7 separate regions of the Mus musculus genome follow, and all the other regions are linked to region 5. Evidence: chromatin contacts called from public ChIA-PET, Hi-C, HiCAR-type and HiChIP or PLAC-seq data. All regions are on one chromosome and are shown on one strand. The core of a region is the stretch at or near the end of the contact, and the rest is flanking DNA. Distances in the headings are between cores, read along the strand shown. Region 1 has its middle 89 kb from the start of Gm40659. Region 2 has its middle 46 kb from the start of Gm40660. Region 3 has its middle 60 kb from the start of Gm40659. Region 4 has its middle 140 kb from the start of Gm46401. Region 5 overlaps Gm35330 (a long non-coding RNA gene). Region 6 has its middle 10 kb from the start of Gm40660. Region 7 has its middle 110 kb from the start of Gm46401.

What was found. Hi-C and Micro-C count contacts between places; a contact is called where the count stands out from the background. ChIA-PET counts read pairs in DNA pulled down with a chosen protein or histone mark. HiCAR-type assays count read pairs that join an accessible place to other places. HiChIP or PLAC-seq counts read pairs in DNA pulled down with a chosen protein or histone mark.
Region 1: a contact with region 5 is called in a Hi-C map of embryonic fibroblasts, with 4 times the contacts expected there. The contact joins two enhancer-like sites. A contact is called at or near these places in 1 of 15 datasets of contacts at CTCF or cohesin (the NIH/3T3 cell line), 7 of 484 Hi-C or Micro-C datasets (the C2C12 cell line, embryonic fibroblasts, myocytes and 2 more) and 4 of 115 datasets of contacts at active chromatin or transcription factors (CD8 T cells, the NIH/3T3 cell line, embryonic fibroblasts and 1 more).
Region 2: a contact with region 5 is called in an RNA polymerase II ChIA-PET map of memory CD8 T cells, with 28 read pairs. The contact joins two enhancer-like sites. A contact is called at or near these places in 1 of 15 datasets of contacts at CTCF or cohesin (CD8 T cells), 3 of 484 Hi-C or Micro-C datasets (the C2C12 cell line, CD4 T cells and Th1 cells) and 3 of 115 datasets of contacts at active chromatin or transcription factors (CD8 T cells, large pre-B cells and memory CD8 T cells).
Region 3: a contact with region 5 is called in a BATF HiChIP or PLAC-seq map of CD8 T cells, with 7 read pairs. The contact joins two enhancer-like sites. A contact is called at or near these places in 3 of 484 Hi-C or Micro-C datasets (Th1 cells, embryonic fibroblasts and stem cell-derived neural stem cells) and 3 of 115 datasets of contacts at active chromatin or transcription factors (CD8 T cells, Th17 cells and bone marrow-derived macrophages).
Region 4: a Hi-C map of uterus shows a contact between it and region 5, with 5 times the contacts expected there. The contact joins two enhancer-like sites. A contact is called at or near these places in 3 of 484 Hi-C or Micro-C datasets (liver and uterus) and 1 of 115 datasets of contacts at active chromatin or transcription factors (CD8 T cells).
Region 6: a contact with region 5 is called in a Hi-C map of bone marrow-derived macrophages, with 28 read pairs. The contact joins two enhancer-like sites. A contact is called at or near these places in 7 of 484 Hi-C or Micro-C datasets (bone marrow-derived macrophages, epidermal suprabasal cells, large pre-B cells and 2 more) and 5 of 115 datasets of contacts at active chromatin or transcription factors (the 230-238 cell line, bone marrow-derived macrophages, embryonic stem cells and 1 more).
Region 7: a contact with region 5 is called in a HiCAR-type map of fibro-adipogenic progenitors, with 2.4 times the contacts expected there. The contact joins two enhancer-like sites. A contact is called at or near these places in 1 of 15 datasets of contacts at CTCF or cohesin (the NIH/3T3 cell line), 1 of 484 Hi-C or Micro-C datasets (the C2C12 cell line) and 1 of 115 datasets of contacts at active chromatin or transcription factors (fibro-adipogenic progenitors).

Annotation. Positions count from the first base shown.
Region 1 is chr13:5,346,608-5,349,758 of GRCm38.p6, forward strand. No RefSeq gene overlaps it. Among named protein-coding and RNA genes, the nearest start is that of Gm40659, 89 kb to the left of the region's middle. Within about 2 kb of position 1,499, at least 80 of the 459 cell types and tissues checked have an H3K27ac peak or open chromatin away from gene starts, as enhancers often do. A contact at or near this core is called in the C2C12 cell line, embryonic fibroblasts and uterus, where this site is marked.
Region 2 is chr13:5,407,130-5,410,646 of GRCm38.p6, forward strand. No RefSeq gene overlaps it. Among named protein-coding and RNA genes, the nearest start is that of Gm40660, 46 kb to the right of the region's middle. Within about 2 kb of position 1,497, at least 19 of the 459 cell types and tissues checked have an H3K27ac peak or open chromatin away from gene starts, as enhancers often do. A contact at or near this core is called in CD8 T cells, Th1 cells and memory CD8 T cells, where this site is marked.
Region 3 is chr13:5,316,734-5,320,386 of GRCm38.p6, forward strand. No RefSeq gene overlaps it. Among named protein-coding and RNA genes, the nearest start is that of Gm40659, 60 kb to the left of the region's middle. Within about 2 kb of position 1,693, at least 9 of the 459 cell types and tissues checked have an H3K27ac peak or open chromatin away from gene starts, as enhancers often do. A contact at or near this core is called in CD8 T cells and Th17 cells, where this site is marked.
Region 4 is chr13:6,058,351-6,061,684 of GRCm38.p6, forward strand. No RefSeq gene overlaps it. Among named protein-coding and RNA genes, the nearest start is that of Gm46401, 140 kb to the left of the region's middle. Within about 2 kb of position 1,476, at least 100 of the 459 cell types and tissues checked have an H3K27ac peak or open chromatin away from gene starts, as enhancers often do. A contact at or near this core is called in liver and uterus, where this site is marked.
Region 5 is chr13:5,712,711-5,716,259 of GRCm38.p6, forward strand. All of the region lies in intron 1 of Gm35330 (a long non-coding RNA gene), which reads right to left. Among named protein-coding and RNA genes, the nearest start is that of Gm35330, 10 kb to the right of the region's middle. Within about 2 kb of position 1,646, at least 178 of the 459 cell types and tissues checked have an H3K27ac peak or open chromatin away from gene starts, as enhancers often do. A contact at or near this core is called in the C2C12 cell line, CD8 T cells, Th1 cells and 8 more, where this site is marked.
Region 6 is chr13:5,443,334-5,446,487 of GRCm38.p6, forward strand. No RefSeq gene overlaps it. Among named protein-coding and RNA genes, the nearest start is that of Gm40660, 10 kb to the right of the region's middle. Within about 2 kb of position 1,713, at least 40 of the 459 cell types and tissues checked have an H3K27ac peak or open chromatin away from gene starts, as enhancers often do. A contact at or near this core is called in bone marrow-derived macrophages and tail fibroblasts, where this site is marked.
Region 7 is chr13:6,027,903-6,031,268 of GRCm38.p6, forward strand. No RefSeq gene overlaps it. Among named protein-coding and RNA genes, the nearest start is that of Gm46401, 110 kb to the left of the region's middle. Within about 2 kb of position 1,724, at least 67 of the 459 cell types and tissues checked have an H3K27ac peak or open chromatin away from gene starts, as enhancers often do. A contact at or near this core is called in the C2C12 cell line and fibro-adipogenic progenitors, where this site is marked.

The DNA.
Region 1 (3,151 bases), core at 249-2,748, 370 kb before region 5:
CTTATTTAAAATGATAAAGGTAGTGTTTACATCACATGTGAACAAAAATATCTAATGCATACAGACATCTATTGTTTGGATTTTGTGTCCATCACAAGAGTTAAGAGCAACAAATAAAGAGTTGTCATGCCTGACCAAACTCTGAAGGCTTTGGAACTTCACTCACTGGATATTTCCAGGGATGGGAATCAGTTGACAAAGACTTGTGGTCACTTCCTATGAATGATGTCTTTTCCAGGAAGTGGTATACCCATTACCGTCTATAGTATTATGTGTTAATCATTTCGTGTCTCTCTCAGGTATTCAAATCATCAGCCTGAACAGTGATGGCTAGATGGCTGTGATTGCTCTCCAAAACTCCTGTCCCATTTCCCCAGTCATCACTAATATACAGAGACAGAGACAGAGAGAGAGAGACAGAGAGAGAGAGACAGACAGAGACAGAGAGACAGAGAGACAGAGAGGCAGAGAGACAGAGAGAGGCAGAGAGACAGAGACAGACAGAGACAGAGACAGAGACAGGCACAGGCACAGGCACAGGCACAGGCAGGCACAGGCACAGGCACAGGCACAGGCACAGGCAGGCACAGGCACAGGCACAGGCACAGGCACAGGCACAGGCACAGGCACAGGCACAGACACAGACACAGACACAGACACAGACACAGACACAGACACAGAGACACAGACACAGACACAGACACAGACACAGGCACAGGCACAGACACACACTCAGACACAGACTCGGGAACAGACAGAGAGACAGAGTAGGGATTCAAGCTTTTAACTTGAGACAAGATTTCTTTTTTCCTCACAAACAACCAACTCTTTTTTTATATATCTCATTTCCCCCTTTTTTATTAGCTATTTTCTTTATTTACAATTCAAATGCTATCCCAAAAGTTCCCTATACCCTCCCCCTGTCCTGCTCCCCTACCCACCCACTCTCACATTTAACAACCAATTCTTACCATCATATAATATAGCAAAAAAAAATCTTTCAAGAAATAGTCATGTTCCAGGTGAGCCAATGTTCTTCACAGGTCTGAAAGAACACATCCTGATGGGAAATGACTGTGTGTTGTGTTCTTTTGAAAGGCTTATTGACAAAAACAGATGGTGCAGGTGTCTGCCTGCAGTTGTAATTGTAGTGACCTTCCTGTAACTAAAACAAACACCCAAACACCATCTCATCTCATCTCCTGGCTGCCATTAAAAGTCTTACTTTTTTTGTCCTGGAAACAAACATTTTTAAAATTTTAATAGAAAAGAAGGAATCAAGAACATATAAAAGAAGGAAACACGCACTCAGGTAGAGAGAGAGAGACAGAGAGAGGGAGAGAAAGGGAGAGAGAGACAGACAGCCATCAAATAAATAAACAGCACAAAGGCTCCTGTGGTTGTCAGGCTCAGATACTGAAGATCAGACTTAAGCAACACATGTCTGGCTGCTGAGACAGAGGGACTGGAATAAATCCAGCAAGGACACATCTGGGAGTGCCAGTGTGTGAATGCAGTTTAGCTGGCCTCCCACACAACAGGAATTCCACCAGAAGTATGTGCTCTGGGTGGAAGAGAGCAAAAATGTGTTCAGAATATCACTAAGGAGACCCAGATGCATTATCTCGGCCAGAGTGCAGAAGACAGTGCAGAGAGTGAATGGTTCCCAGACTAAAGCAGACAGTGTGCTTTATTGACATTGGTGGAGCTGGGCATCGGAAAGAAGGGACGAGAAATACTCAGTATACTGAGAAGGATGAGACGCTTGAAAGCATCAGGACATATTTCCGGAGCTTTCAAAACCAATAATGTCTGTGGCATTTTGCAGGCAAAGAATGATCAAATTAAAGGCATTTTAATCTTCCTGCTCCAGGTTTTGGCTGTCATAAGTTCACCTTTAAAATATCAAGGCAGTTGCTCCTCCTGAGTTTGCTTCTCTATAACAGGTTGTTTTTATAACCAACATACAATTTTCAGAATGAGTTTTGGTGCAAGAAATATATTTGATCTTACAGTTACAAAAGTGTTTTTGGCTTCCAGACTCACTTTGAAAGAAGACACATGTGTGGGCTATCATGTGTGTTTATTTGCAGAGCTTTGATCTTTTAAAATGTGTCTTCAGTAGCTTAGTTCTGCTTAAATACTCCTAAATTTTACCATTATAAATAAATAAATATACATACATTTATATTTGTGTTTTATCATTTTTTAATTCACAGTTTAAATAAAAATATATCTTTCCATTAATACAGAAAAATAGTTGTAGATATGAACATACATTTCAAATAGTCATCCTCCCACAAATTACATGTCTAGTCAAAGGGGACTTAACAAATCCAGCAAAACGCTTTTCTGAACTGTGTCAATTCTGTTTACCTGAGACATTTTAGTAGTTCATTCTCTCAGTTGGATGCATATTAACATGTATAAGCTAGCTGTGACATCATATATCAATTTAAATTTTTATAGTGTATAGCTTTATTTTTTATTAGATATTTTCTTTGTTTACATTTCAAATTTTATCCCCCTTTCTAGTTATCCCCTCAAAAAAAATCCCCATACCCTCCCCCTCCCCCTGCTCCCCAACCCATCCACTCCCACTTCCTGGCCCAGGTATTCCCCTATACTGGGGCATAGAACCTTCACAGGACCAAGGGCCTTTCCTCCCTTTGATGACCAACTAGGCCATCCTCTGCTACATATGCAGCTAGAGACACGAGTCCCACCATGTGATTTCTTTGGTGGTTTAGTCCCAGGGAGCTCTGGGGTTAGTGGTTAGTTCATATTGTTGTTCCACCTATGGGGTTGCAAATCCCTTCAGCTCCTTGGGTACTTTCTCTAGCTCCTTCATTGGGGACCCTGTGCGCCGTCCAATAGCTGACTGTGAGCGTTCACTTCTTTATTTGCCAGGCACTGGCATAGACTTACACGAGACAGCTATATCAGGCTCCTGTCAGCAAAAACTTGTTGGCATATGCAATAGTGTCTGGGTTTGGTGGTTGTTTATGGGATGGATCCCCAACTGGGACAGTCTCTAGATGGCCATTCCTTCCGTTTCTGCTCTGAACTTTGTCTCTGTAACTCCTTCCATGGGTATTTTATTCCCCCTTTTAAGAAGGACTGAAGTATCCATACTTTGGTTTTCCTTCTT
Region 2 (3,517 bases), core at 247-2,746, 310 kb before region 5:
GAATAATCTAGACAGGTAGCCAGAAAGCCCCCATAATTCCCCTGTTTCACCTTCACCAGTGCTAAAATTACAAGAGATTGCAAACATGCTTAGTTTTCTTATGTGTTGTTTGTTTGTTTGTTTTTAAGTTGGCACTGGGGTTTGCACTGAAGCTCATATGCTTGTGGGCCTAGCATTTTATTACTGAGCTATGAGCCAAGCCCCATCCTCTCCTCTTGCTTTATTTTTTTATATATATATTTTCATTATTTACATTTCAAATGTTAGCCCCTTTCCTGGTCGCCCCCCCCTCCCCCCAGAAATCCCCTATCCCATCCTTCCTCTCCTGACTTATATGAGGGTGCTTCCCCACCCACCAACCCACACCCTCCCTCCCGCCTCCCTACCCTGGCATTCCCCTACACTAAAGCTTAGAGTCTTCATAGGACCAAGGACTTCTCCTCCCATTGATGCCCAACAAGGCCAAGCTCTGCTATATATGAGGTTGGAGCCATTGGTCCCTCCATGTGTACTCTTTGATTGGTGGTTTCGTCCCTGGGAGCTCTGGGGAATCTGGTTGGTTGATACTGTTGTTCTTTCGATGGCATTTCAAACCCCTTCAGCTCCTTCAGCCTTATCTCTTAACTCCTCCATTGGGGACCCAGTGCTCAGTCCAATGGTTGCCTATGAACATTTGCCTCTGTATTTGTCAGGCTGTGGCAGAGTCTCTCAGGAGACAGCTATATCAGGTTCCTGTCAGCAAACACTTCTTGGCATCTGTGATAGTGTCTGGGTTTAGTGTCTGTATATAGGATGTATCCCCATGTGGGGCAGTCTCTAGATGGCCTTTCCTTCAGTCTCTGCTCTGAACACTGTCTGCTCAGTCTCTGCTCAGTCCCATGCCCATGGAATGGTAGGATTAATTATAGTAAAATGGCCATCTTGCCAAAAGCAATCGTCAGATTCAATGCAATCCCCATCAATATTCCAACTCAATTGTTAATAGAGTTAGAAAGAGCAATTTGCAAATTCATTTGGAATAACAGAAAAAAAAAGACAGGATAGGAAATCTATTTTCAACAAAAAAAGAACTCCTCTTGCTTTCTGGACTCCCAGTTTTCAATAACTTTTCTTTCCTTTAGGTTGCTCCCAGCACATTTTACAAGGCACGCCACTGCAAATTTCTCATGAGCTTTAGATTCTTCGTTTCATGTGAGTGCTACTGTAACCTAGTAAATAACAGCATTAAGCACTTCCTGCAGAAGCTGATGGTCTACACATCCCCCTGTCACCCAGTCCAAGTGCACCTTTCTGTTGAGTGGATGTAACCACAGTGATGACTTTTTTTTTCCCTCAAAGGATCAGTAGTTGCCACTAAATGATTTTGCTAGTGAATAAGTGCTTACTACATTAAGGTTCATTCCTTTTACCTGAATCTCAGAGAAGCAGAAAGCACATCTGATGGAAAGTAAAGTGGTTTCGTATATATGACCGACTTCCTGCCCTTGTGTGATAACAAGCACATTGAACTGAAAAAGCCTCTCACTTCACAACTGGCCTGTATGATCAGAAGTGACTGGAGCAACCTTTCTGAACTTTGGTTTCCTTGCCTAAAAAGGACTTGGTTTAGAGGAAGTTCAGTAGTTGTCATGCTAATTTGTTCTATAGGGAGGTTTCACAAAAGCTCCATATACATACCAGTATATTGTTCTCTTGGCACAGTTTTAACTCCACAGCACGAAGTTTATATTTTCTCAAATTCTAGTTTCTAGAATCCTATAGGTAAATCAGTGTCTCCCAAGAACAGAGTGAGTACAGACATCTCTGGCAGGAGACCCTACCAGCACTCACTGTCCCCTGGGGAATAGCTTTACTAGATTTTGTTGAATAGCCAAGAATATATCTGATGGACATAGGTTGGAGGCCTCTTCTCCCCTATGAAACATGGACAATGCACAGCTATCAGGAGACTCTAATGGAGGGATATCTGTAAAACAATGTGTGTATGAATTAGAAGGAATAAGATATAAGCAGAGATTTCACTGATTATTCTCAACCTGATTTATCAATCTTATGTTACTTCATGGTTATTGAAAATAATTTCAAAGGGCTAGGGGAAAACCCCAGTGGGTAAAAGGACCTGCCACAGGGGGATTAAAATCTGAGTAAAAATCTCCAAAATTCACACAAAGCTAGAAATAGAAGCATGTTTCTGTGTATTACCAGCCCTTCTAATGAGAGATGGGAGTGGAAGACAAGGGAATCTATGGAGGCTCATGAGCTAGGTAACCTAGTGTGTGCAGTGTCTGTCTAAAGAAAGTTGAAAGATGATGACATCCAAGGATGGTGTTTCATCTCAACCAACGTACTATGTCAGTAGTATTCCTTCACTCACAGAGACAGACACATACACGCAGGAGTTTATAAAAATTATTTCAGGACTGGATTAACTGTTGCAGTCACCAATTGCCAATAAAGTAAAACTAGTCATTTTACTATGATTTTGATATGTTTAAGTGACTTTCTTTGACCAATGTATAAATTATATAATATAGAAATTGTAGGTATTTGGGAATTAACTTTATATTGTAAGTCAAAGTGTTAAAATCATTAAAGGTTGAGGTCATGACACATGAGCAAATTCAACCAAGAAGAGTAGACAGCAGGAAATAATCAAACTCAGGGCTGAAATCAACCAAGTGGAAACAAAAAGAACTATACAAAGAATCAACCAAACCAGGAGCTGGTTCTTGGAGAAAATCAACAAGACAGATAAACCCTTAGCCAGACTAACTAAAGGGCACAGGGACACTATCCTAATTAACAAAATCAGAAATGAAAATGGAGGCATAACAAGAGAAACCAAAGAAATTCAAAAAATTATCAGATCCTACTACAAAAACCCATACTCAACCAAAATAGAAAATCTGGATGAAATGGATAATTTTCTAGACAGACACCAGGTACCAAAGTTAAATCAGTATCAGATAAACATCTAAACAGTCCCATAACCCCTAAAGAAATAGAAGTATATTTGACTTTTGGAATAGCATTGTAACAAATGAAAAAAAAAAAAAACACCTGATTAAAATAAAAAAATCCCCCCCCCGAAAAAAAGATATAGAAGCAGCCATTAAAAGTAAGATGGGTTTAGTGCAAAATTCTGTCAGACCTATAAAGAAGACCTAATTCCAATACTCTTCAAACTATTCCATGAAATAGAAACAGAAAGAACACTACCTAATTAGTTCTATAAGGTCACAATTACTCTGATAACTAAACCACACAAAGACCCAAAAAAGAAAGAACTTCAGGCCAATTTCCCTTATGAGTATCGATGCAAAAATAATCAATAAAATTCTCACAAACAGAATCTAAGGACACATCAAAACAATCATCCATCCTGACCAAGCAGGCTTCACCCCAGGGATGCAGGGATGGTTTAATATACAGAAATATATAAATGTAATCCACTATATGAAAAAACTGAAAAAAAAACCACATATAGTACACGGTTTTGTTTGGGGGGGTTGTTTTT
Region 3 (3,653 bases), core at 443-2,942, 400 kb before region 5:
ATACAATTCCAAGGCCAGCCAAAATGACATAGCAACAACACCTTGGCCCAAAAAAATTAAAAACCAGGGATGGAGAAATGGCTCAGTTGTTACTATACAGTCGTGATGACTAGCATGTAGCTCCTAGTACTACAAAGACATAATAGCTGGGTATTCCACAAACACTTGCAGTTCTATTTCGGAGGAGTCTGGCACCCTTTTTCTGAATTTCTCAAACACACACACACACACACACACACACACACACACACACAAACATAAGTTATGCAAACATAAGTTCATACTTATGCACATTAATATACAAAAAAATTAAATCCTTCAAAAATACAAAGAATTCTCACTCTAATAAGTAATGCTAGGTTTTCCACAGTTTAATTACTAGACAATATCTGTAAATTGCACTAAAGACAAGGTCCAATGCTGCAACCCTTGCTTAGCACACATGAAGTCCCAGCTCTCTGTCCCCGAGCCCTGACCAAGAAAATGAAGGAATAAAGGATGGTAATACGTAATAAGCCCTTAAACTTAACTTACAATTTTTTAAGTTTTGAATTTTGTGATTGATCATTTTCAATAAAATAAAGAAAAGATTTCCTTGTCTACTCAAATAAAAACTTCTAAACAGGGAGTCCTGACCAATCAAGCCTTGGTTCTTTGAAGCTCAAATGATTAGTAATTATTATATTCTCAAAATATCACTTTGATAATGTATTTTGGTTTAGTTAAACTTTTCATGTCTTGTCATGCCTTGTCATTCTCTGCCAACCTACCACCTTTTCTGGAAAAGTCTTTGTTGTATCCATGATGTTCTCAAACTCCTAGTGTGTCCCTAATCCTCCTGCCCCCACTTTCTGAGTTTGGAGATGACAGGCTTCAGTCACCATGCCTGGTGTTTGAAAACCTGGGAACTGAACCCAGGGCTTCATGCATGCTACAAAACCATCTTACTGACTGAACTAAGCTAGAATCTCCAGGCCTTTTCCTTTTTGTTTTTAATAACAACCAACAAAAATAATTCCAACTGTACATATAATAATCTGAAATACAAACTGTGTGCTGGTTGCTGTAACAACATCTCTCCAAACTATATTTTACTAGGGTGGCCATATTTATTTTCTGCATAGATGATAACACTTTATTGAAGGCTAATAATCTAATTTTCAAAGGACCTAACACTTTTGTTAAACTCTTATTCTCAGATCTTCAAAGATTTTCCCATTTCATTTTATTGTTTGTTTGAATTGTTGATGTTGTTTTTATTAAATTGTGTGAAACAGCTGAATGGTGAAGCCAGCACTTTTTATTCGAATAGCACAGAGAACAAAACATAATTCTTTCACAGAGGAAGCCCTATGATAAACAAAGTTTGTATAAAGGAGATGGGCCCCTTGGAATGCCCCCAACATTCGGAGTACTTAATGGAGACTAGGAGGTGATGTTGGCAAGCACTCCAACTCACACACCCCTCTCTTGCTTACAAAAGATTTCTCCATTTTCTTAAAAACACCAAATCTCATAAAATGTAACAGAAAGACCAAGCAACAGTTATGTCAAGGGAAGACCTGCTTATTTTTCTTCTTTGATAATTCAATACAATGTCTTTTGGAAGTTTCTCTGGTCTATGAGTATAGCAGTAGAGGGATTTTGCCCAGAGCTGCTGTAGCCCCAGTGTATATGACTACATATACCAAGAAATAAAAGTCTTCCCTCACAGGAAACCCCTGAAAGCTTCTCCTAGGTTCAGTGCATGCGAGCTTCACCCAGCCCACAACAGAAGTTCCATGAAGAAACAGAGGAAAAGCCTAGAAGGAATTCCACAAAGGCATTACCAGACCCACTACCCACAAAAGGAGTTCTTGTTGTTAAAAACTTGGCAATGATTCTAATCAGGAAGCTGTCTGTACTGAGCTCTCAAATGTGTCATCGACCACATGGTCCTCTTCAGCTCATAATATGTAAGTAGGCACATCTGCAGGATGTTACAAAAGTGGTACTGAGAAACAAGTTACTTTGTCACTACAGTATATGACTTTCCCTTTAAGATACTCAAAAAGAAAGTTTGGGTTTGACGTTGTGTGAGTTCCCATGCACACACAGACACATTCATAAGAGTGTACAAGACAAATCATATACCTACAGAAAGATGTGTTTGCATATACATATATTGCTACATCTTCAATGTAGAACATCTTAAAAGACCCATATGTTAAAGGCTTGATCCCAAGCATTATCTATCATGCCTTAAAATGCTGACATTTATGACACTTAGAGAACTGTATTTTTCTTCATGCAATTGTTCCCTTGGAGAGACAGTGGGTTCTTCACTTCTTTTCATTACTTCTTTTTCTTCAGGCTTTGAGGTGTTTGGCTTTGTTCCACTGCCCATTTCTGTCTAGGGTGTGTTACCTGACCACATATCCAACACAATGGGTAAATGAAACATTCATTGGAAACTCCCTACCTGGGATCCAAACAGTTGATCATTGTAGTTATTTGTTATAGTAACAGGAAGCTAGTTAAAACACACACCTAATCTAATTACTAAATACACTTTTGCAGCTAACTGTGGTATGCTCAGTTTTAAGGAATTTCTTTGTGTACATTATAGTTCACATTGGTAGCACTTACTCAATAGTGCTCATCAGATAAAACCCATAGGCGTCAGAATGAATGGTTAGGGTGTGTATGTTTGTGAGTGTGTGTGTGTGTGTGTGTGTGTGTGTGTGTGTGTGTGTATGTGTGTGTGTGTGTGTGTGTGTGCACTCATGCATGTGCATATATGTGTGTGACAAGCCCAATTTTAACTACCCAGAGTAAATTTGTGCATTTAGCACTCTTCCATAGAATCTTGTAGCCATTCAAAGAATACATGTTACATATAAATAATGACTTGCATTTACCTGTCCATTGAAATTAATTTTTCTTTACTTGTCTATTACTTTCTATACAAAAAGATCATGCCCAAATTTTAAATTACTGGCAATCTCTCATGCACAACACCCTGCTGCTCCCTAGGCAAAACTGTAACATACTGATGATCTGAAAGGACAATGAATTCTATAATCCCCTTGCCATTGACCATGCTGCTAATGTAGTATGACAGAAACAAGGCCCTTAGAATTCCACTATAAAAGAGTCATGGGAACATGTAGATTGCTACCCTTTTCCAGTAGGTTACAAGAGAAAGTACTTGGGTTATGACCATAGAGTTTTAACTAATGCCATTGTCATGATCAGGATTTAAAACTTCCTGCTTGTTCTTAACTGTCACTAAGTACTCAGGGATTTTCACAATTACTGTTTGATCTGCCTTCAAAGATTCTGGAAAACACTGTCAGGTATGGTCCTATAGACCAATCTCTTCTCTAAGAACTTTATTGTTAGATTCCTGACTCAGTCACAAAAGTGATTGCTGAACAAGCATGGAGAGGTGAGTTTGTCTCCCCAGCACTCATTCCATGCATTTGTAGTTCTGGTTGAGAAGAAATGAAAACAGATAGATCCCCGCAGCTCATTGGACACCCATCCTTGTAGACTCAGGGAGCTTCAGGATCAGGAAGAGACTTTATCTCAAATTTAAAAAAAAAAAATAAGTAGAAAATGGTTGAGAAAGAATTCATTCTGTATCTCCATGTGCATATGAATGCAGGTGC
Region 4 (3,334 bases), core at 226-2,725, 350 kb after region 5:
CACTCAGCTCTTCTATTAGAGCACCACAAAAGGATCCTAAGGGATTCTTGTTGTCTGATTGGGTAGTTTTGATTAAATCATAGGTGATAAGTGGGGGTTGGCAATGTCTCCGGCTAGGTAGAGTTGAAAACACCTTTTCCTCCATAGTGTGTAGCTAGTTTTTATAAAGATTGACCAGGCAATCCTCAAAGCTCCAGTTGTCATAGAAGTATGGAGTCATGACCATGTTGAAAGTTTTACTGAGACTTTGCCATCATACTGTTCTTTTATTTCCTGGCCTTGTAGGCTCTATTGACCCATCTTTCTGCCTAGGATCTTGTGGACAATTAACCTACAAATAAATACATGAGTGTTCTTCCAGTATGTTAAACTTCTTCCCCCAATTATCCAATAAAATGTTTGAGTGTAGAAAAGGTATGTGAGCCTCAAAATGCCTTCTATTCTCACTGTAGTTAGTTGAGAATTTCAAGGAAAGGATTTTTAATGTAGCCTTTGGGAGGGAAGAGGACATCTTTCCAGGTGGAGTGTTGCTGGGAAATGTTTCCCTGCTGGACAAGAGTTATTTGTATGTTACATTATTATGTGTCCCCTGTGGGGAGGGGGCTGTAGCCTCCTGGGTTTCTGGTACTTAACCATTTTATGCTCTATGTGTTTTTGTGAGTGAGGATGTTTTGGACCACTTACTGTAAATGAAATTACATAGTAGGTCCCATCTCTCTTTCTCTCTCTTATCAAATCCGATGCCAGGTTATATTGTTAGTTGTAATAGCTACCGCCTACTCATTTTTTAATCACATTTTGAGTGAATTATAACAAAGAAAACAATGTAACTCATACCAACAAAAAATAACACAAAAAACTTCCTTTCTAATATGGGATGGTTTGGATTTATTTAGAATTCACCAGGCACCGGAAATTTTAAGGAAATTTAAAATTAATTCTCTCTCTATTTGTTTACGTCTAGGACATGCATGTTAGTGCAGCTGTGGAATTCATAATTTTATATTTCTATCACTATAATAATATTATTTCCCATGGAAAATACAGTGTTTTGACTTCTAAATATGCTCATTTAATTATGCATGGCCCAAAAGCAATTTTTTATTAGGTTAAGCTCTGATGTCTGATTAAAGTCGATAGCTGGCATCCTTTAGGGCTTTCTTAAGCATTGGCTGGAGTGGGAGCAGAATGCTTAAATTGCCTAATAGGAAAGAATTACAGGCTATCGCCAGTCAGCCAACATGCACTTGCATAGTTAACCTTCAGATAGCTGAGACTCTGCAAGGAAAACACCACCACGCTGGCTAATAAAGCCCATCACAATAATGGTGTCAATCTGCCCTCTCATTAATAACCCAGCAAAGAGCACATTTCTTTTGCAAACATTCCAGATGGATTTCACAGAAGAATACCAAGTCGACAGCAATGTTGTAAGAGGACCACATTGCACACACCAATTCTGCTTTCCAACTCACTCCTAAGACTGGCAGATAGCCCGCTCTTTGCTGCAGGAGTCCAAGTAATGTCAGAATCCTCCTGGCCAAGATCATGCAAGGAACTAAACAAACAAACTGATCTCCAGCCCTAAGTTAATTCTCAGCTCATCTTTCCCCAATTCGGTCAGGTTTTAATCACTCAATACATTTTAAAGGATCACAGTTTGTAAACAAAAGTGTTTCAGATGCCAAAGGTCATCTGATGCAATGCCAGACAGGGGATGTCCCAGTGTATCTGGGCCTTTTGGCAGAAGCTTACATGATTTACAGGAATTTGCAGTCAGCAAATTACTCAGCAGGCACACGTGAGACTGCACATAGGCTAGAGTTCCACAGCTGGAATCATTTAATCCAATTGTTCTAAGCTTTTGCCTCTAAGCTGGGGGGAGGGGCACTTCGTTAAGGTAAGATCTTCTTTAGAAGCCTGATTTTCACAATGGGTACAAGCAAGGTGGAGCTAACAGAAGGCAAGGGGTGAGGAGGAATTGGCTGCTTCCCTTCGGGGAACTGGCATCCTTGCCCCACGCCCAGCCTCGCACCCCACCCCCCTCCCCACCTCCACTAGCACTTCCTTTTATCTCTCTGAGAACTGTGCAATGTACATTTTAGAAAAGGCTGTGAGCATTGGTTGCGTTTTACATATCTAATAACGGGCTTTTCAGACAGAAAAATGCTTTTTAGAGTGAGGGCTTTTCAAGTTAAGTCAGGTTATGTTTCTGTATGAAGTTCATCTCAAGACCTTACAGCTGACATTTATTTCTTGCTCAGAGAATATCTGTTGTCCGTATGGGTTGCTGGCTAAGACTGGATTCTCTAAGATGTGAATCACTACCCTGGAAGCTTCTTGTGGTCTCTGATCTCAATACCAGACTCCATGGTCGTTCCTGAAGGGAAAGTAGGGTTGAAGGAAGAGGATATGGCCTTTTTATGTCAGCAATCAACAAGCAGCATGTGTGTGTACCTCTGCTCACATTTTGCTGATCTGCCCTTCTAGAAACTTCCCTATTCACAGGGCTCCAAAAGTCAATTTTGTGATTCCGAGAAGGACAAAAAAGAAAGAGAAATGTAACTAAATAAATGTTATTTATACCGTCAAGACATGGTCAAGCAGGAGCTGGGTAAGCTCTATGGTCTTCTGTTCTCCTACAATAGTATAGTGATGCCTGGCCTTGTGTCCAGGTAATTATCTGACATTGTGCTCACTAGTTTTATGTCAATTGACACAAGCTAGGGTCATTTGAGAGGAAGGAACCTCAGTTGAGAAAATGTCTCCATAAGATAAGGATGTAGGGACGCCTATAGGGTATTTTCTTAATTAGTGATGCATGGGTGAATGTGCATCCCATTGTGGATGGGGCCACTCTTAGGCTGGTGGTCCTGAGTTCTATAAAAAAAAAAAATCAGGCTGAGCAAGCCCCAGGAGCAACCCAGTAAGTAGCATCTCTTCGTGGCCTGTGCATCTGCTCCTGTCTCCAGGTTTCTGTCTTGTTCCAGTTCCTGCTCTGACTTCCTTTAATAATGAATGATGATGTGGATGTCTAAGCTGAGTAAGTACTTTCCTCCACAACTTGTTTCTCATCATGATGTTTCATGACAGCAATAATAACCATAACTAAGACAGATTTTTTTCTTTTTTTAATGAGGGTTGAGGCTTGACCCTAGGGCCTTAGGCATGGTAGGTAAGTGTTCTGCTGCTGAGTTTCAGCCCCAGGCCTTCATTTGACATTTTCTGGAGCTGACTGTTTGAGTTTCGTTGAATGCTACACTTTGGTGGATTTCCACAATCCCCCACAGGTCAGGCTGGCCTAGAACTGACTGTGCAGTCTTTGGGAACCTCT
Region 5 (3,549 bases), core at 396-2,895:
TGGGAGGCCTGCCCTCTTCGGAAGGGAAATGGAGAAGTAGATCTGGAGAAGGGAAAGGAGGGAAGACTGGGTGGAAGGGGGAAATAAATGAGATATATGAGAGAATAGTACTACTAGTAGCAGTAATAGTAATAATAAAAATAATAAAGAACATATTTTTCTTTGCGTTTTATAAACAACATACAGAATACATCATACTCAAAAAATGTAGGCATGGATGGGTATCTCTGAATTTATTTTAAAAGGGCCTATTGATTCTTTCTTAAGCACTCTGGCCAGTCCTTATCAACATAACACAGCATCTCAAGGCTAAGGCTCTTATCTCTACTCCTGGTTAGAGTTTACATTCAAAACCAAACCCAACCAACCAACCAACCAAACAAACAAACAACAACAAACCACTGGGCAACATAAAAGCTGGTACTTTGAATTTATCACTGGGCTTCTCTGAATCAGTGGCAAAGGAAACCAATAAAATGCCTAAGTGGGGTTAATGGGATCTTAGCAGACAAACCCATCATTTGTGTATTCTCCATGCTACAGTGGGTTGGAGAGAGCACTTCATAGTTGGCTGACTCCCCACTTCTGTTCCTGTTAGAATTTTGGTCTTAGAGTAAACTTACACCCATTCCTTAGTGCCCTGGTTCAGGTTGTCTTGGCCTTTTTATTACGGGTCGTGTTTACCAAAGGTTTACAACTTGGCTGTAAACACCAGTTGGCACCAAAACCGGAAAGTTGGCATGAGGAGGTTTGGCATAAACATTGCCCGGAAGCACTTTTTTCTCTCTCTCTAAATCTGAGAAAAACAGGCTAGGGTCATTTTCAAGTTATTTATGTTATTCATGCATAAATAAAAGCGAAGCCTGACAGCATCAAACAGTTGTTGGCTTTTGCAGGCCTCAAAAATAGATTTTATCCAAGAAAAGTAACATTTGGTAAACAAATACTCAGTGACAGGCTGTTAAAAAAAATAAAGGGAGGGGGAAAAGGTGTCATGGGATGGATTAAATAGTAAGAGAAGAGAGAAGGTTTCAAGAACCATTTTTTATGTCAGAGAACAGAGTCAAGAAAGTTATTGTTAAACGGAGAAATTTCTACAGACTCAAAATTATAAATAAGCACAATGTAAGCTTTCAAGTAGATTTTATTAAGATCCAGAGGGCACATCATCCAAGCATACAAAGTAAACAATATAGAATGATCTCAGGGGATAGAAATAAATGATTTTTAAGTATGCATTCTAAAAGCAATGGAATGTTTAAAGCATTTTAAAACTCAAGGAGAGAGGGAGAGGAGTGAGTAATGAATTAACACATGCTGATGTTAAAAGTCTTTTAAAAGAGTTAGTTGTCAGTGTTCAAAGTCTCCTCTTGTCTTCCTTTTATTAAATTGTTTAGAAATGCAATTTGTAAACTATAAACTTCGGCAGCTTGTAGCTGTATGCTAAAGAGAGAAAGTGATGGTGTCAACTGTTCCCTAAAGATCGTCTTTCTGGCAAACTTAAAAGTCAGCCTTGACGTCAAGTGACCCTGGACAAGAGTCTGCATTGAGTTCTGCGAAGTGTGGGCAGAAAGGACTTTCACTCTGGAAACCCTACCAGGGAGGAAGGACTGAAGAAACCGTTTAGGGAAAAAGAAAAGCAAGCCAAGTCAAACAGAAAGTAAAAATAAGTCAGTGGGGAAAGAATGTCAACTGCAGAAGAACGTAGCCTGTCTGCTGCAGCTCGCGTTCTGGAACACGTGTTCTTTCGGCAAGGAAGCGTTTTCCTCAGCTTGTTTTGGTTGCTCTTCGCAAGTGAGGTTGGAGCTATTGTTACGGCTCAAGTCAGGGACAGTTACATCTGGTGGCCAAAGCTGTATACTACCCATTACAGAAGGTAACTTTAGACACACTGGGCAGAGAAACAGAATAGTGCCATTCCATAATAGAATTAACCCTATGAACAGCCCGTAGACATAAGCCAAGACATCCGATCCGTATATTTCAATGCCAATTCAAGATGAAAAACGTTTCCGGGACTCATTTCAAATGTTTGCCTCCCTGGAACTACCTAGGTCAACTTCATCTACAACTACATCTAGAATATGATAAATGTTCCTGATGTGTGCTGCTTCAGATAGAGTCTATAAATCAGTTTACTTACCCTACTATCAAAGCTGTTGCCAGGACAATGTTGTGGCTCTGAGGAGACCAAATCACATGACCTGAAGATAAGTGTTTACATCACAGAGCCACAGAGTGCCATGGCAGACACTGAAAAGCACAAATATACACACAGGATAATCCCTTGGAGACTGTTATTGTCTGTGAAGGAAAAGCCCTAGAGAATGTGGTCTGGACACCAGAGACCAGAGAATAAACATGCTCATCAGATAACATGCTTCTTGGAAAGGGACCTAGGCAGCCTTCAGTATTCTCAGAATTGGCAATTAGTTCTTATTATATTTGAAAGACACATATTTCACCTCAACTGATTAGTCATGTGGCTTCTTCGAGGACCTGAAATGGATTTTTTTGAATTCTCAATTCCTGATATTGAGAATTCCTATGCCTGATATTTACCAGAGCTTCAGCAAGCATCTGTCGAATTAACAGTCAGCATGAGATGCTATGATAAGACATCCGTTGTCACACACTGATGCTTTGTTATTTTAACTGTCTATGCACTAAGACAGGGGTCCTAGATTTGGCTTTGTTTAAAGCTTTTGTTGGTTTATTTGGTGATTTGTTTTTTATTATTTTAAAGGAGTCTTACATGGCCCTTTGAACTTGGTAGTCTAGGATCACTTGAACTTCTTATTCATCCAACTTCTAGAATCAGCACTGTGAAATGCTTGGCTTTCTAGTCCTAGGGTTTGAACTCAGGACTTTATGCGTGCTAGGCAAGTACTCTGCCAACTGAGATATGTTCACTGCCTCTTGGCCTTCATTTTTGGTGGACTTTGAAGAAGTGGTTAGAGGCTAAAAGAAAACTTACACCAATCATAAATAAATAAGTTGTTTTTAAATGCTCTTTTGTTGTATCATTTCCACACAGATCAATATGAACAGGTAAATATGAATGTACACCAATAGATAATAAGTAGAAAACTGACAAATGATAGACCAATTGATCAACATATGTTGATAGATGTGATTATAGATCTATTGATTAATCAATAGATAAGAGTTGACATTAATACATAATAAAATGATTAGTAAATAGATGAGAAACAATAGATGATCAAATAGATAAATAGATGTGTAATAGAAAGAGAGAGAGATGGTAAATAGGTGACACATAGAGAGTAAAGAGACGGCAGATAATGGATGTTTGATAGACAGGTAGATGATAGATAATAGGCAGATAGATAATAGACAGACAGACAGACAATCAGACAGACAAATGCATAAATAGTCCTCAATATGCTCAATGAAGAAATGTTTAGAAAGCATGATCAGACAACACTAATAATTTGACAACTGCTAGGGCAATGTGTTTCCCAGCTAAGCATTTTAAACCCACAAATAATTTTGTCTGTCTCTATGCTGATATGGTAGGGGTATGCA
Region 6 (3,154 bases), core at 463-2,962, 270 kb before region 5:
ACTTTTTAGACATTTCAAGGAACTTGTATGTGAACTAGAAATGAGAAAAAGGGTGGACAGGACAACAGAGGCTATGAGTCAAAAGAGAGTTTGATGTTTGTTCAGCATTTACAAGCTGCTGAGATATGATCTCTGTCTGGAAGAATCCATGGTTAGTTGAGAATGTCAGTTTGAAAGACCACACCCAGGGGAAAAACAAAAGACATGAGACACAGGGGCACAAGAGAAAATGGACTTGCTAGTGAACGAAGTCTCATTTCTGTTTAATAAGCAAGCAAGATTGAATACAGGGGCAGGTATACATGAAATGGAAGCTTTTCTGGAGCAAGGAAATGGAATATTTGCTTCTAAAATCATTGAAGAGGAACTTGAAATACATTGCTGTTTTTCTTTAAAGTGTTTTTCACTTCCTCAAAAAATTAAGAATTATAATAGAATCTGTTTTAGAACATAGAAAGAGGGCTTAGAGAAGTTATGCCATATTCTTGAAATCACAGGAGAAATAGCAGAGCTAGAAATCAAGATCATGATCTACAGGTTTGCAATGCCCTTGACAGTGAGTACTATATTCAATAGCTTTCACATAGTACTGAGAGGTAAATCTCAAGTAGACCATCAGCATCCAAACCCTGGAGATGAAGTGACTCAACTATGTACAAGATAAACTAACAAGAACATTAGATGTCACATCTGGAGGAAGGTTTTCTCTTACATTCTCTCTGCTGTTCTAATCAGAACAAGGACACAGGAAATAAGTGTTATTTTTATCCCAGTGAGAAATATGAGGATCCTAAGCCCCTCTGAAAATATAGTTTGCTTTCACCAAGGTTCATTCTGTCTTTATAAGTTGCAACTTCACCCTAATTCTCAGATTACAATCTGTGGTCAGGACACAGTGAAACTTAGATCCTAACACATGAGATGTTCTACCCAGTATATCCAGTGTAGCAGGCTATATGTTGTGGAAAACAGCATCCTGAATCTTCATATATCAGACTCATTTCACTAATGAGATGTCTGGAAAAATTATAAGTGATACAATTTCTGGGGAAGAAACAGAAAGCTTTGGGAAAGCCCAGGCTCTTTTCCTAGAAGGCCACTCATGTTAGGGTTTCCTCGCTTCCCGTGAAAGGAGATCTCAGAATTGGCTTGTGTTCTGAGCCACAGTGCAAGAGATGATGCCACGGTGGAGACTCAAAGAATTTTAAGAAGTCATGGACCAATAGAAAGTACCTTCAAGCCTTTGGAGTAAGATAAGAGTAGAATATATTTCTAAAAATTCAATTTCTAGTTAATATTTAAATTGGAATAGAAACATATTTTAGCAATAATAATCACAACAAAGCAAAATAAAATAGGAGTCCTATAGGATAATGCAGAAATACAGAGAGAAGTGGGCATTGTTCAGATGTCCTTCTCTAGGCACAGAAGGATGGCATAAAAGGAACGCCTCCATTTTGGTTTGGCTTTACTTCACTTTTCCTCTTTCCCCCAGATGCAATAGTGCTTTCAGTACCGATTCCCACAGTCTTGGGAATTAAAGAAGGCACTCATTGAAATTGTTATTCAGAGACTAATTGTAAATAAAGCTTTTATTTCCATCTCAATGCATGTCAGGACCTGTTGAGCTTAGACTTGGACTTAGTCATTAACACACTCAACTCTGCAACTGACTGAGTCAACACCACACCCTAGCACTCTTCCAGTTTCTGGAATGAAAAGAAGAAGTAAAAGGTTTCCCTGAATAACTTTCCTTGAGTAAAGCCTTTCCTTTAGTAAAAGTCCGGTCACACTTGTAAAAGCTCTGCCTCACCCGCTAAGACACTAAAATGTGATGTGCCAGCCAGACCCAAGTCACCCCTTGCCAAGGACCTTTGACTGAATTACAGCCATGGGACATTTGTCACTTTGCTGAGATCTTGCTACACACAAGACAGATTCTTATCATTTTTTCTTCTGAGTATGCCCAGTAAAACTTGAAATTTCTCTCTGTGAATATTCAGAAATGATATGTATTTAGGAGCCTGCAAAACAAGTTACAAAGCACGTTATGAAGCAAGCTAGACCAGTCTGGTTTAGTGGCTTGCCCAAGTCAAGGAACATAAAATAGCTTAAAATCAAGCTGTGAAAAATACCACAGAACAAGCACTGGAATTAAAAACAAATTTGTTTATGAGATAGCTATGTTTTGCTGCCTAGTGAGTGCTTACAACATTCTTTAGGCGAGACTCTGCTAGCCCTGCAATGAGTTATCAAGGAATCAATCCTCTGTTTCTTTTACTAGACTTTTTTCTTCCAGAGCTGATAGACATACCTGTGTGCAAGCCCACGAAAAATGCTGGTAACGATCCCCAATGTTCACGTTTCCATGTTGAGAACCTGACCACTTAGGAATATATTTGAAAAATGACAAAAGTCCCAAAGGACCACATCAGATGTGCCTCAGAACAAATGCCTGTTCCACAGCTACCAGTAGTCAATCTATTTAATAATCATCTAATCATCAAATTAACAGCAGCTTCTACTTGTTGAACCCTCAACATAATTTAGCATTACCTGTACTCTATTGTTTTTTTTGTTTTTTTTTTTAATTTTTTTTAATTAGGTATTTAGCTCATTTACATTTCCAATGCTATACCAAAAGTCCCCCATATCCACCCACCCCCACTCCCCTGCCCACCCACTCCCCCTTTTTGGCCCTGGTGTTCCCCTGTACTGGGGCATATAAAGTTTGCAAGTCCAATGGGCCTCTCTTTCCAGTGATGGCCGACTAGGCCATCTTTTGATATATATGCAGCTAGAGTCAAGAGCTCCGGGGTACTGGTTAGTTCATAATGTTGTTCCACCTATAGGGTTGCAGATCCCTTTAGCTCCTTGGCTACTTTCTCTAGCTCCTCCATTGGGAGCCCTATGATCCATCCATTTGCTGACTGTGAGCATCCACTTCTGTGTTTGCTAGGCCCCGGCATAGTCTCACAAGAGACAGCTACATCTGGGTCCTTTCAATAAAATCTTGCTAGTGTATGCAATGGTGTCAGCGTTTGGATGCTGATTATGGGGTGGATCCCTGGATATGGCAGTCTCTAGATGGTCCATCCTTTCATCTCAGCTCCAAACTTTGTCTCTGTAACTCCTTCCATGGGTGTTTTGTTCC
Region 7 (3,366 bases), core at 474-2,973, 320 kb after region 5:
AGTTGTTTGCAGAAAGGAGATGGAAATAAGACATCCACTCACCAGGTGGAAAAAGATGTGCCTGGGTGGGAAGCAGCATTTGACACACTTCAAAGAATATACGACTGATTGCTAACTCCTTGTCTAGTTGGCAGCTTGCCTGCCATTCTTGCTGGAGTCACAAAGCACAGAGCTCTCAAAGGAGCCTGAATCGTCCATCATCTTGGCTTTTGGTGCATTCCTGAGCCTATCTTATAAAAAGTACATGATTCTCCATATGTCTGCATTGTCCATCACATGATTATTCTAAATTATTTATGGGTATTTTGGGTTGTGCATGGGGTTTTAATTTTTTTAATGAGTCATAACAGTTTTGTCACAGGATTAGTCTAAGAGTGAATGGAACCCATGCTATTAATTTCCAAGGGTAATGACATATCCATGATTGATGAGAACATACAAAGAACACGTTGTAAGGTACGCCTGAGAGTTTCAGTCAAATTATTATCTAAGATTGTTTTTCCTTCCCTGTTTAAGTCTCTTTGCTTCATGGGGAGTATCAAGTAGAGACATTTCCAGAGATGGGGAAAGGCTTCAGCTGGAAATGTGCCTGTCACATCACACAGATATGAGGGCATTCGTACAGATACCCCAGCACCCATATGAAAGATTGGGCATGGTGCCATGTTTCAGTAATGACGGTGTTAGAGTGCAGCAGACACAGGACAATTGCTGGAGCTAGCTGACCACTCAGTCCAGCTGAGGCAGTGAGATTCAGGGTCAGTTAGAGACCTCAAGGCAAAGAACACTCGGGGAATATATCTACTGCCAACCTTTGGCTCTACACTTAATGCTCACACCCTTGCAAACACACACACACACACACACACACACACACACACACACACACACACAGTAGAAGTGGTGAGAGAGAGAAGAGAGCAGGAAAGGGGAGGGAGAAAATGTTTGTACTTAGAGTAGCTTCAGAGTTTGTGCCTTGCCTTATCCCAATGAGGATCAATGATGAGCCACATCAAAAATCCCTTTGTTCCTCTTCAATGGCAGGCTATTTGTATTAAATCCAAGCAAGAGCAATAGCACGCCCAGCACAACCCCTTTGCATAATCTTATATAGGATTAACAGGGTTAAACCTAGAACACCAGGGATGACTTTGCCCTTGAGACACACCTGTGAGTGAAACTGCCAAGCTGCCAGGGCAATCATTGTAAAACAGGGTTACACTTGAGCTATAGAGTTAACTGACAAGTTGGTGCAGAAGCAGTCGAAACTTCGCTCTTGCCAGGAAAGAGATCTGCAGAAACTATGAATAGAAGAGAAAAAAAAAAAAAGTTCAAGGTAAATGGAGCTGTTCGGCCTGAAGAAAGGCTGATTGTTTTTGCAAAAAAAAATTTCCCCACAGACTTGGCAGCAATTAACAGAGAAGTGATAACCAAGGTAAGAGAATGGAGATTTCAGATGAATATGTAAAAGACTAAAGTCATGTTTAATGCAAAGAAGTAAGCAAACAGTAGAAATAATTAAAAGCTGTTAAGGCATATGTCTGTTGGCTGACACATATGTTATTAGACTACAAGACTATATGGCCAGTTGCTTCTAAGAATTTGTCTTTGCCACAAACCATTCCAATGAGTAATAATGTACAATAACATTTGGTATCCATGAGGCACTGTCCATCCAGTCCGTCAGAGTTTCCATCCTCGGTGTTGCTCTTCAGCAGCCGGCTAGGTTATGACATCAACTGTGGAAGCAATTCGCCTCTGCCTTTTCCAAAGCAGCTGCCTTTGGTTACCTGTTTCAGCCAGCTATTAATTGTCTGCAGATGGAGGTTGTGACACAGGGGTGGCCCCTTTCTGCCAGTCATCGAGCTCAACATCTGGATCGCACCCCACCAACTCTTCTTTAATATTGGCCATTAAGGGATAAAGAGAGAAATGGCTGCTGGCTTTGTTTATTTATTTTAATCTCCGATTCAGTTCCTTCCACTTCTCTCCTTCCTCCTTCCTCATTCTCTTTCTCTTCCTCTTTCTGTTTCCTACTTACTCTGCTGATCCTCTTCCTCCTTCTTTTCTCCTTTCCACCCTTTCCTCCTTTGTCCCCTCCTCCTCTTCTTTCTCATTCTCTCTTTCTTTTCTTTTCCCTCCGATATTTTTCCCTCCTGTCTTCCTTCTCCCTAGACAATCACAGGCTGTGTTATCAGATTAACTTCCAACTACCTGGAATGCCAAAGTAGAAAATAGAAAACCTCAGAGTAACAGCCAACCATAAAGTAAGGTCTGGTTGATCACTGCAAGATTGGTATGAGTGTCTGTTACAGTCCTGCAGTTCTCTGGACTCCTGACATGTGGTTTCCATAAGGTCAAGGAGATTCCATGAGCCTCTGTCATCACTCCTATTCCACCATTTGGGAGGAGGGAGGGCAAGGAGAGGGTGTCTCTTCCATTTAAGGAAGTTTTTTGGAAGCTGTAATTTTACTCCTACCCACCCAGTAGGTGGGACTTAGTCATCTGTGTAAACCTGGCTATAGGGAACTGGTGAATGTGCTCTTTATCGGGGTAGCTATGCAGCTTCTTACAAACCAGAGGCTTCCTTACTGCGAAGCAGAAAGACAAATATTGCAGAACTTCTGGTTACACCTACAATGTGGCCTTCAAAGGTCCCAAAATAAATATAGTATGGATGTTTGTTAACTTAGACAATTGACTAGCTCGAACTTACAATAATTCCTATTGTAAAGTGGTCCCTGAGTTCCCACCAGAAAGGACAGACAAACACCAATTTTAGATAATTTATTCATGATATGCTGTAATCCTTCACAAATGCACTTTGTTTCAAGAAGCTCTTGATGTACTTTGTTAGTACTAAGAAGTTATATGAATTTAATCACTAATTTACATTTTCAAAGTACCTGTCCCATAAGATCATTTAATTCAATATATTATTTTATAATATATTTTATGAAATAATTATTGATTTCTAATAGTTATCAATAGCACCATTGTTCACAGATATGCTGATATCAACCAGTTCTGCAATTGTCAATTGTTTCCTAAGGTCACTCAACAACCACTATAAAGGTTGCAATAAACTAAAATGAGGCTTTGCATGGTTCAAGTAATGAGCTGATAAATTTTACCTCCCCACCTGAACTGAGAGTTTACAGAGACTAGAAAATGAGTTTGTTACATAGAAGTCAAGTGCCATAACTACTCTGAAAAATCCAACAGGACGGGAGTGGTGTCACTGTGTTCCATGATACAGTGAAGATGGCCACCTTGAGAGACTATGGAGTAGAACATAGTGATGCATCAGATAGTAGCTCTTGTAGTTATCTGTGAAGAACATGAGCCCAGAAGAAGTTGAAACCT